Linked DNA regions of Muntiacus reevesi: region 1 is linked to region 2. The links are chromatin contacts, called in public Hi-C maps. All regions are on one chromosome and are shown on one strand. Each heading gives the region's core, a stretch centred on a gene start, on an enhancer-like site or on the middle of the called end of the contact. The rest is flanking DNA. Distances are from core to core; before and after follow the strand shown. Region 1 holds the start of RHBDF2 (rhomboid 5 homolog 2). Region 2 holds the start of QRICH2 (glutamine rich 2).

Region 1 (4,976 bases), core at 203-2,702, 170 kb before region 2:
TTTGCATCAGGTGGCCAAAGTATTGGTGTTTCAGCTTCAGCATCAGTCCTATTTTTTATCAGGGCCCATTTTTACCTCCATTTTTATTTGTTTATTTATGCAGGATCTTAGTTCCCTGACCAGGGATCGAACTTAGGCTCCCAGCAGTGGAAGCACAGAGTCCTAACCACTGGACTGCTGGGAAATTCCTTTTACTTCCATTTTATTTATTTATTTTTAAAGTGAATTATTTATTTAATTCATTTATTTGGTTGTACCAGGTCTTAGCTGTGGCGTGTGGGATCTAGTTCCCTGACCAGGGATTGAACCTGGGCCCCCTGCGTTGAGAGCACAGAGTCTTACCCACTGGACCAAGTCCCTTACCCCCATTGTAAACAGAAGGAAGCCGCAGGCCCAGGGAGGTTGAAGGATCTGAGGTAGAGTGGCACGCCCAGGATCTGAGCCTCCTTTGGCGGTAGAGATGCCACCACCAGTGGTTTCACAGGTAAGAAGGTGAGACCGGGGTGGCTACTACGTTGAGAACAGGCTCAGACAGGCTCCGCGGCCCGGAAGCTGACCCCGCAGTCCAATCTCCAGATCTTGAATGCTTTTCCTCAGATGCAGGCATCCGTGCCAACCAAGGTCCTGCCCCATTAGGAAGGTTCCGTGTCATTGGGCCAGAGGCCACACGGGTTTGTTTTTTTTCTAACTGGGTCTCCCCTAAAGGAGATTCCTGGAATTTTCCAGAGACCCCGCCACCACACAGGCACTCAGTGAGGGCTTCTCCCAGGAGCAAACCCTAGGTCCCCTTCTTTCCTCGGCGCCAGGCCTGGACGCAGTGCCGGGGGCGGGTGGGCGGGGGAAGTTGAGTAAGACCGGGTCTCGGCCGGGCCGGGAGCCTTCGCTGCGGCAGGATGCGGGGGAGGGCGCGTTCGCGGTGGACGAGAGTCGAGAGCAGCGATGGAAATCAGAGGAGGCGTCCCGGAGGCGGCAACCGCAGCAGGACTTGCAGGCGAGACTCTCCAACTGAGTCTGAAGGAACGCCTGAGGGCTAAAAGGCCCAAGGGACCAGGCTCTTTTGACTCAGGGATGAAGGCTCTGGGAGGGGGCTGTCATTGGAGAGACTTTTCTTGGGAGTTCACGGGATGTTGGTACTTCAGACCTAGAATATACGTTTTATCGGGCGAGGAGAGGACGGCGCCCGGAAGAGAGCAGCTCCGGCGGAAAATAGGGCTCTGCCCAGTACAGCACCGGAGCGAGCGAGGAAGGGTAGCGCGACCCTGGAGCGGCTCTGCGTCGGGGACTGAGCGAAGCCCCGCCCCCAGAGCTAGGCCCCGCCTCCAGGACCTGGACCCGCCCCCAGAGCTCGGCCCCGCCCCACCCAGGGCTCGGCCCCGCCTCCAGGACCCGGCCCCGCCTCCAGGACCCGGCCCCGCCCAGGCGTCCGGCCCCGCCCCCGCCGACCGCGCGCAGGTAGGGAAGAGGCGGAACGCTGGGGCCCCGCCCCCGGGAGCCACTACCCAGCGGCCGGCCGGCGCAGCTCGGAGCTGAGTCCCGGGGACTTGGGGCCGCAGGGAGGTGAGCGCGGGGCGCCGGGAGGGGCCGGTTCGCGGCAGCTGGGCGCCGGGCGCCAGAGGGGCCGCGGGGTCGCGCCCGGGGCGGCGGTGCGTGACCGGCGAAGGGGCCGGCGCTGGCCCCACGTGGGCCGATACCGGAGGCCGGGGCTGGACTGGGTCGGGGCCCCTGGACCGGGTCTGCCAGCCCCTAGGCTCAGCTCGGATGAGACACTTCCCGGGTTCCTGGGCCACAGGTCACCAGAGGCGGGGACAGGATGACGGGGCCGCAGTTTAAAGTCCCGGGAGGAAGAGCAGGGGGAAAGCCCCAGGGCAGGACCGCGCAGTCCCGCCTCGCCCCAGAAGCGCCCGGAATTCAGACCTTCCCCGCCCCGCCACTTTCTCCTGGGTGAGCTGCAGCCGCCGGGGCGGAGTTTGTTCGGCCTCGCCGGGGTGGAAACAGGTGCCGGTGCCGCAGCCAGGCCGGGCCGGAGCTCAGAAGTTGGACCCAGGAGTCCTGACTTCTGGACAGAGGGGCTTGGGAAGGTGCCCCCCCCCCCCCCCGCCACCTTCTCCGTTCCCCCAAGGGTACTGCGTTGGGTTAGAGAGGAGTATGTCTCTAGAGTATAAGCCCCTAACTCTGGGGGCAGAGGGGAGCCCGGGGTGGAAGGCCAAGGGAGAAGGCCTGGAGTTGGAGCCGAGAGTTGGAGTGCTTGAGGAGGGGAGGGCTTGCGGACTGACCCCCACGTGGACCAGCTGCTCTTCCCCAGTGGCTAGCCTTCGGACCCTGTGTGGGTGGCTTTTGCTGAAATGGAATGGGCCCAGCGTCTGTGTTATGTTACTGTCACTTGCTGTAGGTGAGGCAGAGCAGAGTGGAAAGCGAAGCTTCTTTCAGAGCAGTGATCCTCGAAGGGGCCTGGGGGAGTGATTTTGCCTGCCAGGGGGCATTCAGCCGTGTCTGGAGACGTTTTGATTGTCACACCTGGGGGTGGGGTGGGGAGGGTGAGTGTTGTGGCTCCCAGCATCTAGTGTGCAGAGGTTGGGGACGATGCTAAACATCCTAAGGTGTGTGTAGGACAGGACAGCCCCCTACCATGAAGAGTTAACCAGCTGAAAGCGTCAGGAGTGCTGCGCTGAGCTTGGCGTGGTACCCGGTCCATCAGGTTGCTTCTCACTGTCTGCCCCTCTCTGCCTCAGTTTCCCCAGGGTTAGAGGAGGAATAAACCTGAATGAGATAAGCGGTAAGAAGGCGTGAGGGCAGTCCTGTCATAACAGCAGGCCGCCCTTGGTGCCACCAGCCTCTTCCCTACTTAAACCCCAAGCCTTGCATTAAGCAGTTCTGGGTGCCATGGGGAAGTGGCTGGAAACAGGGGCTCTCTCACAGCTGGGCCCTGGAGTGCTTCACCCCCAGGGCACCTCCCATGCGGGTGAGCCAGGGCAGCCCTGGGGGTCAGACATCCGCACAGCGTGGAGGGTGGGAAGGGGGCGAGCTCTCTTCTCAGAGACTGTCCCAATCCTTGATCGCTGGGCGGGCCTTGATGCCTGACACCATGTGACCGGCTGTCATTTTCCCCTCTGAACCTACTCCTAACTCCTCAGTTACTTTATACCAGGAAAATAACAACCGAGGAATAACAGGACACGTTCCTTGCCACTTCACAGTCTGCTTCCCTCCGGCAGTAAAAAGTCCCGTGGTGGCTGTGGGAACTCTGGGTGAGATGAGAGACCCAGGGTGGGCCCTGATACTAGTGCAGCGAGGCCCCCCCTGCTCATGGTGTTAGCAGAGCCCCAGTGAGAGATGGGGGTCATTGGAGCCACAGGCCAGGGGGTTCCCCAGTAGGGACAACTCTGAATTAATTATTTGCGTTGGGCTCCCCGCTGTACAGGGGACTGTCATAGAGAGGGCAGGGTGGGATGGAGCAGCCATCCACGTCCAGGAGCCCAGGCCCCTTCACTGCCTTCCCTGCCCACTTCTTGACAATCTCCATTCCCACGCCCACCCTCCATCCTATTTACTTGTGGTCCCTGGCCTCCTGACCTGGGAACCCTGGTGGGGTCAGAGGGCAAGTGGCAGTTTCTGGTTTGACTTTTGCTTTGGGGGGCTTCTTTTAATCTTTTAACTTTAAAAGGCTGGAGTGAGGCTTTCACCTTTTCAGCTAAAACGAAAACAAATAAATAAAAACAACCTGTAATAGCGACCTCCCATCTTCTGTGTGCCTCTGAAGGCACAAGCAGCAGTCAGACTTGCACAAAGCTGTCCAGGAAGTAATCAGCAGGGCCTCACGTTGAGCCTGGGCCGCCTCTTCCCAGGCCCAGCCCTCAAACTCTATGCCACCAGCTGGCAACAGAGTACCAGGTGACTTCTACCTCACTTACTCATTTCTGAGTTGCAGCAGTACCTGGTGTAACACACATGGACACACACACACATACACAGGCACATGCTCACTGCCTAAGGTGGGGGCTCTTGGTCCTCTAAGAGGAGGAATGAATCACGCCATAAATGCACTGTGGGGGTCACTGGGGTCCAAGCCCAGCTCCGGGTCAGTGGTGGTGGCCAGACTTCTCTGCAGGGTGTATGACTTGCTGTGTAAACTCTTCCCCCAGGAGAGACCTCAGATGAGAACAGGAAGTCAAGGGATGGTATGTTTGTGCCTGTGACTTGAATGAGCCATCTGGCATGTCCCTGTGGGTTAGGATGAGGGGTGGCAGGATTAGGGTGGCCCCGGCCCCCTGCCTGCCCCCTTGTGGAACTTCGAAGGGGATGTACACTCTGGACTGCAGGTCCCCTTCGGGTCTCCGTGACGCCCACTTTGGAGCAGACCTTAGTGTTACCCTGGCCACCATTGGGGATTTCCAGAGTGAGCTCACGCCTCTGCTCCCGGTTTCCCATCCAGCTGGGCCAGTCTGGGGGAGGAGTGGTGACCACGCCGGGGAGGCTGTGAAGCAAGGGCTGCTCTCAGGACCAGTGTAGGGAAAGCATTTTCTTCTCCACATCAGAGCAGTACAGACAGGCGCCGTGTCCACGTTCCCTCATTCAGTAAGTTTATCTAAGGGACCCAGATGCAAGGCTTGCGGTTTCAGAGCCTTGGGAAGGCACATTCTGAGCCTTCCAGGAAAGTTGTTCAATCGCTCAGTTGTGTTTGACCCTTTGCGACCCCATGGACTGCTGCGCGCCAGGCTTCCCTGTCCTTCACCATCTCCTGGAGCTTGTTCAGACTCATGTCCATTGAGTTGGTGATGCCATCCGACCATCTAGGAAAGTGGCTGGCACAAAGTGGGCAGTGCAGACAAGGTGGACCCAATCAAGGATGCTGGCCGGGAGGGTAGGGGTGGCAGTGAGACAGGGTGATTCCCAGCTGGGGGAGGCAAAAAGCAAGGCCCGGATTTTGGCAGGTGCCTGAGCTATGAGAGTGTGGTCAGTAGGATGGGGGGAGGGTCACT
Region 2 (4,490 bases), core at 493-2,992:
TGCCGTCTATGGGGTCACACGGAGTCGGACACCACGGCAGCGACTTAGCAGCAGCAGCAGCAGCAATGTGTGTGCCTAGCATGATAGAAGTCTCGGGGACGTGAAAATGGAAACATGAGGGCCCAGAGAGTTGATGTTCTGGCCTTAGCTAGTGTAGTAGCAGTCATATTCTTCTGGAAGGTCCCTGAACTTAGAATCGATTAAGCCCGCACATTTCACCCTCCAATACAGCTGACGCTGAATCCAAAAGCTTCAGCTATGACTCTGTGACCTGGCTTTACGTTTTCTAATGTAGGAGTGTATGTGCACGAAAGACTGCAAAGAATTTTTTCTCCCTACTTTTTGGCCACTCCTCACGGCATGTGAGATCTTAGTTCCCCAACCAGGGATGGAACCCCTGCCCTCGGCAGTGGACATGCAGAGTCCTAACCACTAGACCACCAGGGAGGTCTGAATAATTTCTTCTGATCTCAACAACCCCTCTGAAGGCCTACTGTGTGTCAGGCTTTGGGAATATCATAGTGAACAAAAATCCTTGGGTTGTTAACCCTCATGGAGGTTACAGACTCGTTAACTCCATTTCCAGGAAACACTGCTTTTATTTTGGAGGGGCGTAGGGAGTGAACATGGAGGCTTTCAATTTTACCAGTTCAAACTAAAAATTTTACTTTGAAAAGTAGTGAAAATAATATCTAGTATAAGTGCCGGTGCAGGTTTTCTTCATCTGGAAGGTGAGCACTGAAAGTGGTACCCATTTTCTGGGAGAATCTGGCATGGGAGAACACGCCTGTTGCTGAGAGCATCACTTTCCCCCTGGTCCTATCTCATCAGCCCTGCGGTGTAACCAGGGGAGATGCTGGCACATGACCACGTGAATCTGTTCTGAGATACGCAAGGCCAGGGCAGCACAGAAAGTTCTGTCAGCTGGTGGCTAACTGGAACCACCTGGGTAGTGTGACTGGTATTTAAGTTACCTTCCCTCTGATTGAGCAAAGATATGGGAACTGTGCCCAAGGGGCCAAGGTCTCACAACTGTGTCTCTTAGATTGCTGTTGCCCTGTGAAGGGAACACAGAAAACCCAGTGGCCATGAGGCCTCTTAAATCTTTGCATTATTGTGACCCACTCCCCACCCCCCGAGTGAACCAGCTGGAATCTAGGTGAGCCTTAGGGGGCCTCCACCCTTCTCCCCCCAAATTGATGTGTTCCCGGGGTGGGGGTGGGGGGCCTTTACTGAGAACCAAAATTGGTGACGCTTTGGGGTGTGACCAGGGCTTCCCAACCCACTAGAACAGGCTCTCCTTGGGTCTGGGGTGGCTTCAAGGACCAGCAGGTCTACCCTCCGAGGCTAACTCTCTGCTGGGCGCGTTCTTCCGTGGAATCCTCCGAATGCGCGTGGGGCCCCCCACAACCGGGCAGCGAACGGGGCCACGAACTTCGTTCCAAACGTCCGCCGGCCGCTTGGACACTGCACTCCCGAGTTCGAGCTCGGTGATCGGATGGCGGCGGGCTGACGGCAGAGGCTCTGCGGTCCCGGGACCCGGATTTCCCGGGAGCGAAGAGTGGGAAGCCCGGTGGCCGGGCGCTTCCTCTCCGTCCTCCAGACAGGCTCCAGACCGAGACTGGTGCCCAGCGCGGCTGAACCCAGGGGCAGGGGCGCCCCGGGGCCTCTCAGGGGCCCGGAAAGGCCCCGGAGGCGGGGCAAGCAGTAAGGCAGGCAGGGCCGCCCGAGGAGGTGCACGATGCCGCCCGCGACGGCGGCCCCCTCGGTCTCCCTCCGGGAGCTGGCCGACCTCGCCATCGGCACCCCGGAGGTGGGCGCCGTCAACTTCACGGCCCTGCACACGCTCCTTGTGGCCATGCTCAAGAGCCTCAACCTGCAGGATACGCGGATCGACTTCCAGTCTCCGATGCTCGACCAGAGTCGCTCCTTTGAGTCCGCGCGGGCGTCGACCAGCACGCCGCAGCTTCCGGGGCCCAAAGAAAGGCGAAGGAGCAGCGTGGCCAGGGCGCAGACGCTGGAGACCCAGGTGAAGGACCTGGGCGGCCAGGTCCAGGACCTCGGCCGGCAGCTCAAGACCATGGGGAGCCAGGTGCAGGCCATCGTGGCGCACGTGCAGCACTTCCCCACCCAGACTGGCGGGCTGGAAGACCGCGACTGGCTGGAAACGAAGGATTTGGCCATGCTGACGCAGGAGAAGGGGCAGACAGGGCCAACGAAAGGCAGGAGGGACAGCAAGCCGGTCTTCCAGGTGGGTGTGCGGGCGGTCTGCCCCCTCCGGGCCGCTCTCCAGCGCCCCGCCCCCAGGAAGCTGAGCTTCTGAGAGCGCTCCTGGGAGGAGTCCCGGAGGCCAGAGGGAGGCGTGGGAAGGCCGGATCCAGGCCGGGAGCCCCGCGGCTCGTTTTCTACCTCTTAGGGCCCCGAGCTGCTCCAGGACCTCATGGAAGACATGAAGATTTTGAAGGAAGTCCATCAAAAGAAGGAGCAGCCTGAGTTGCAGCCCGAGGTGAGGGTGGCGGGGGACCCCACCTTGGGGAGCTGAGTGACCCCCTTCCTGGGCAGCCTCCTTCCTCCCCTCTGCTTACCCGGGGCTCCCCTACCACTTGTCAGACACCCATGCGTCCTGAACAGACCCAGAGAGGGCCCAAGAACTTCTCAGAATGTTCTTTAAGTGACTTTCCTTTAAACTAGAATAAAGGAGCAAGGTGGTGGATGTTGAGGGATAAAGTTTGGTCCAAGAGAAGGGAGCTAGAACGAGAGGGTCATGGGTCACCACCTGCAGCCCCCCAGGCAACACCTCTCTCGTTTGGATCTTTGTTTCCTTGGAGGGAGAAGCCGGAAGCCCTGAGTGTAAGCATTTCCCAATGAACAGCAGAGCCCTGGTGCGGGTCAGTTCCAGGAGATACCAGGCCCGGCTCCTGTTTCAGGCCTGTATGAGGCTGAGTCTGGAATTAGAGCTGGAATAAGGAGGAGCAATTAGGAGGAAGCCCAGGGAGAGAAGAGAGACTTCTTCTCAGCCCAGGCTGAGAAGAGAGACTTGAGGGAGAAAAAAAGCTCAAAGGAGGAGGCCACTGAGACCCTAGAGGGGACTCACCACCAGGTCCACGTGCCCATTTCATCTCAGACCTCCAGCCAGACTCATTTTTGCTCTGGGAAGCTTTTCTTTTTAAAGTCGTGGTGGTTTTAGGTTTGTGGCTTCCCCAGGGGCTCAGCAGTAAAGAATCCCCCTGCAGTGCAGGAAGTCCAAGTTCGATCCCTGGGTCAGGAAGATCCCCTGGAGGAGGGCATGGCAGCCCACTCCAGTATTCTTGCCAGGAAAACCCCAGGGACACAGGACCCTGGCAGGCTACGGTCCACGGGGTCGCAAAGAGTCAGACACAAGCGACCAAGCACATTTTTAGGTTTGGGGTTTGTCTTTGGTCTTTAGACTAAAGGTTGTTTTACCTTTAGATTCGTAGATTCTGAAGTTTTGCCAAAGTTCTAAGGAGCCACTTGTTGTTTTCTAAGTTGTGTCCAACATTTTACAACGCCATGGACTGTAGTCCACCAGGCTCCTCTATCCAAGGAATTTCCCAGCCGAGAATACTGGAGTGGGTTGCCATTTCCTCTTCCAGGGAATCTTCCTGACCCCGGGATTGAACCCGCATCTCCTGCATTGGCAGGCGGATTCTTTACCACTGAGCCACCTGGGAAGCGCCAAGGAGCCACTTAAGTGGTAGCGATTTGCTTTGATCCTTCAGAGGCACTTTTCTCTTTAAACAGTGCAGACTTTCAGATACCCAATCATCTTTGCTTTTGAGAGGCGAGGTTAGTCTGATTCCAAAGTCCCACTAGTGGGTTGTATGAAATGCATCCTGGGACCAAAGAAAGGGTCCCATCCCCGCACCATTTTTGTCTGAGGCACGCAGCCCCCAGGTACCACCCACCATGCCTCATGTCCCTTCCTCTTGTTGCCTGGGAAGAGAATGGGGAGCCTGGCTTGGCAAGCTTCTCTGTACCTTGGGCTCCTCTAAGACCCAAGGACCTCCTTTCCTCTTCTGCCTTGTGTGTGTGAGTGTATGTGTAGGGGCCACTGGAGGGGCTGTTTTGATTCTGAATCTCTGAACTCTTCTTCCAGAAACTCCTTCAACGAATTGAAGAACTGGAGAGGATAATTAGAGAAAGGGGCGAATTCCTGGTAATATCAGCCAGTTCTGCGGGAAAGGGTGGTGAGAGAGGGGGGTTAGAGGTAGGATGGTTGCCCAGAGCCTGGCCCCTCTCCTGAGGCTCACCCAGATTCCCACCCCAGGGGTCTGCATGCCTTCATTCTAGGGTGATGTATGTCCCCTGCCTCTTGGGGTGCAGTCCCTGGCATGTGGGAACATTCTTTCCCCGCTCATTGGTCCATCCGGGGCCCACACGGGACACGAAACCAGCCGCCCAAGATGCACTGGTTTCTTGAAGGACAGCACTTCTCCTTGGGGCTTCGGAAAGACCCACCCCATCCTGTG

Evidence for each region. A called contact is a pair of places that touch in the nucleus more often than the background predicts.
Region 1: a Hi-C map of blood shows a contact between it and region 2, with 2.9 times the contacts expected there. The contact joins the promoter of RHBDF2 here to the promoter of QRICH2 in region 2. A contact is called at or near these places in 2 of 3 Hi-C or Micro-C datasets (blood and muscle).

The regions. Positions count from the first base shown.
Region 1 is chr18:7,806,266-7,811,241 of mMunRee1.1, reverse strand. RHBDF2 (rhomboid 5 homolog 2) reads left to right here and starts at 1,452. Exons shown (of 19, transcript XM_065910347.1): 1 at 1,452-1,557.
Region 2 is chr18:7,638,537-7,643,026 of mMunRee1.1, reverse strand. It overlaps QRICH2 (glutamine rich 2), which reads left to right and starts at 1,742. Exons shown (of 22, transcript XM_065909901.1): 1 at 1,742-2,251; 2 at 2,417-2,506; 3 at 4,118-4,177. The coding sequence starts at 1,742.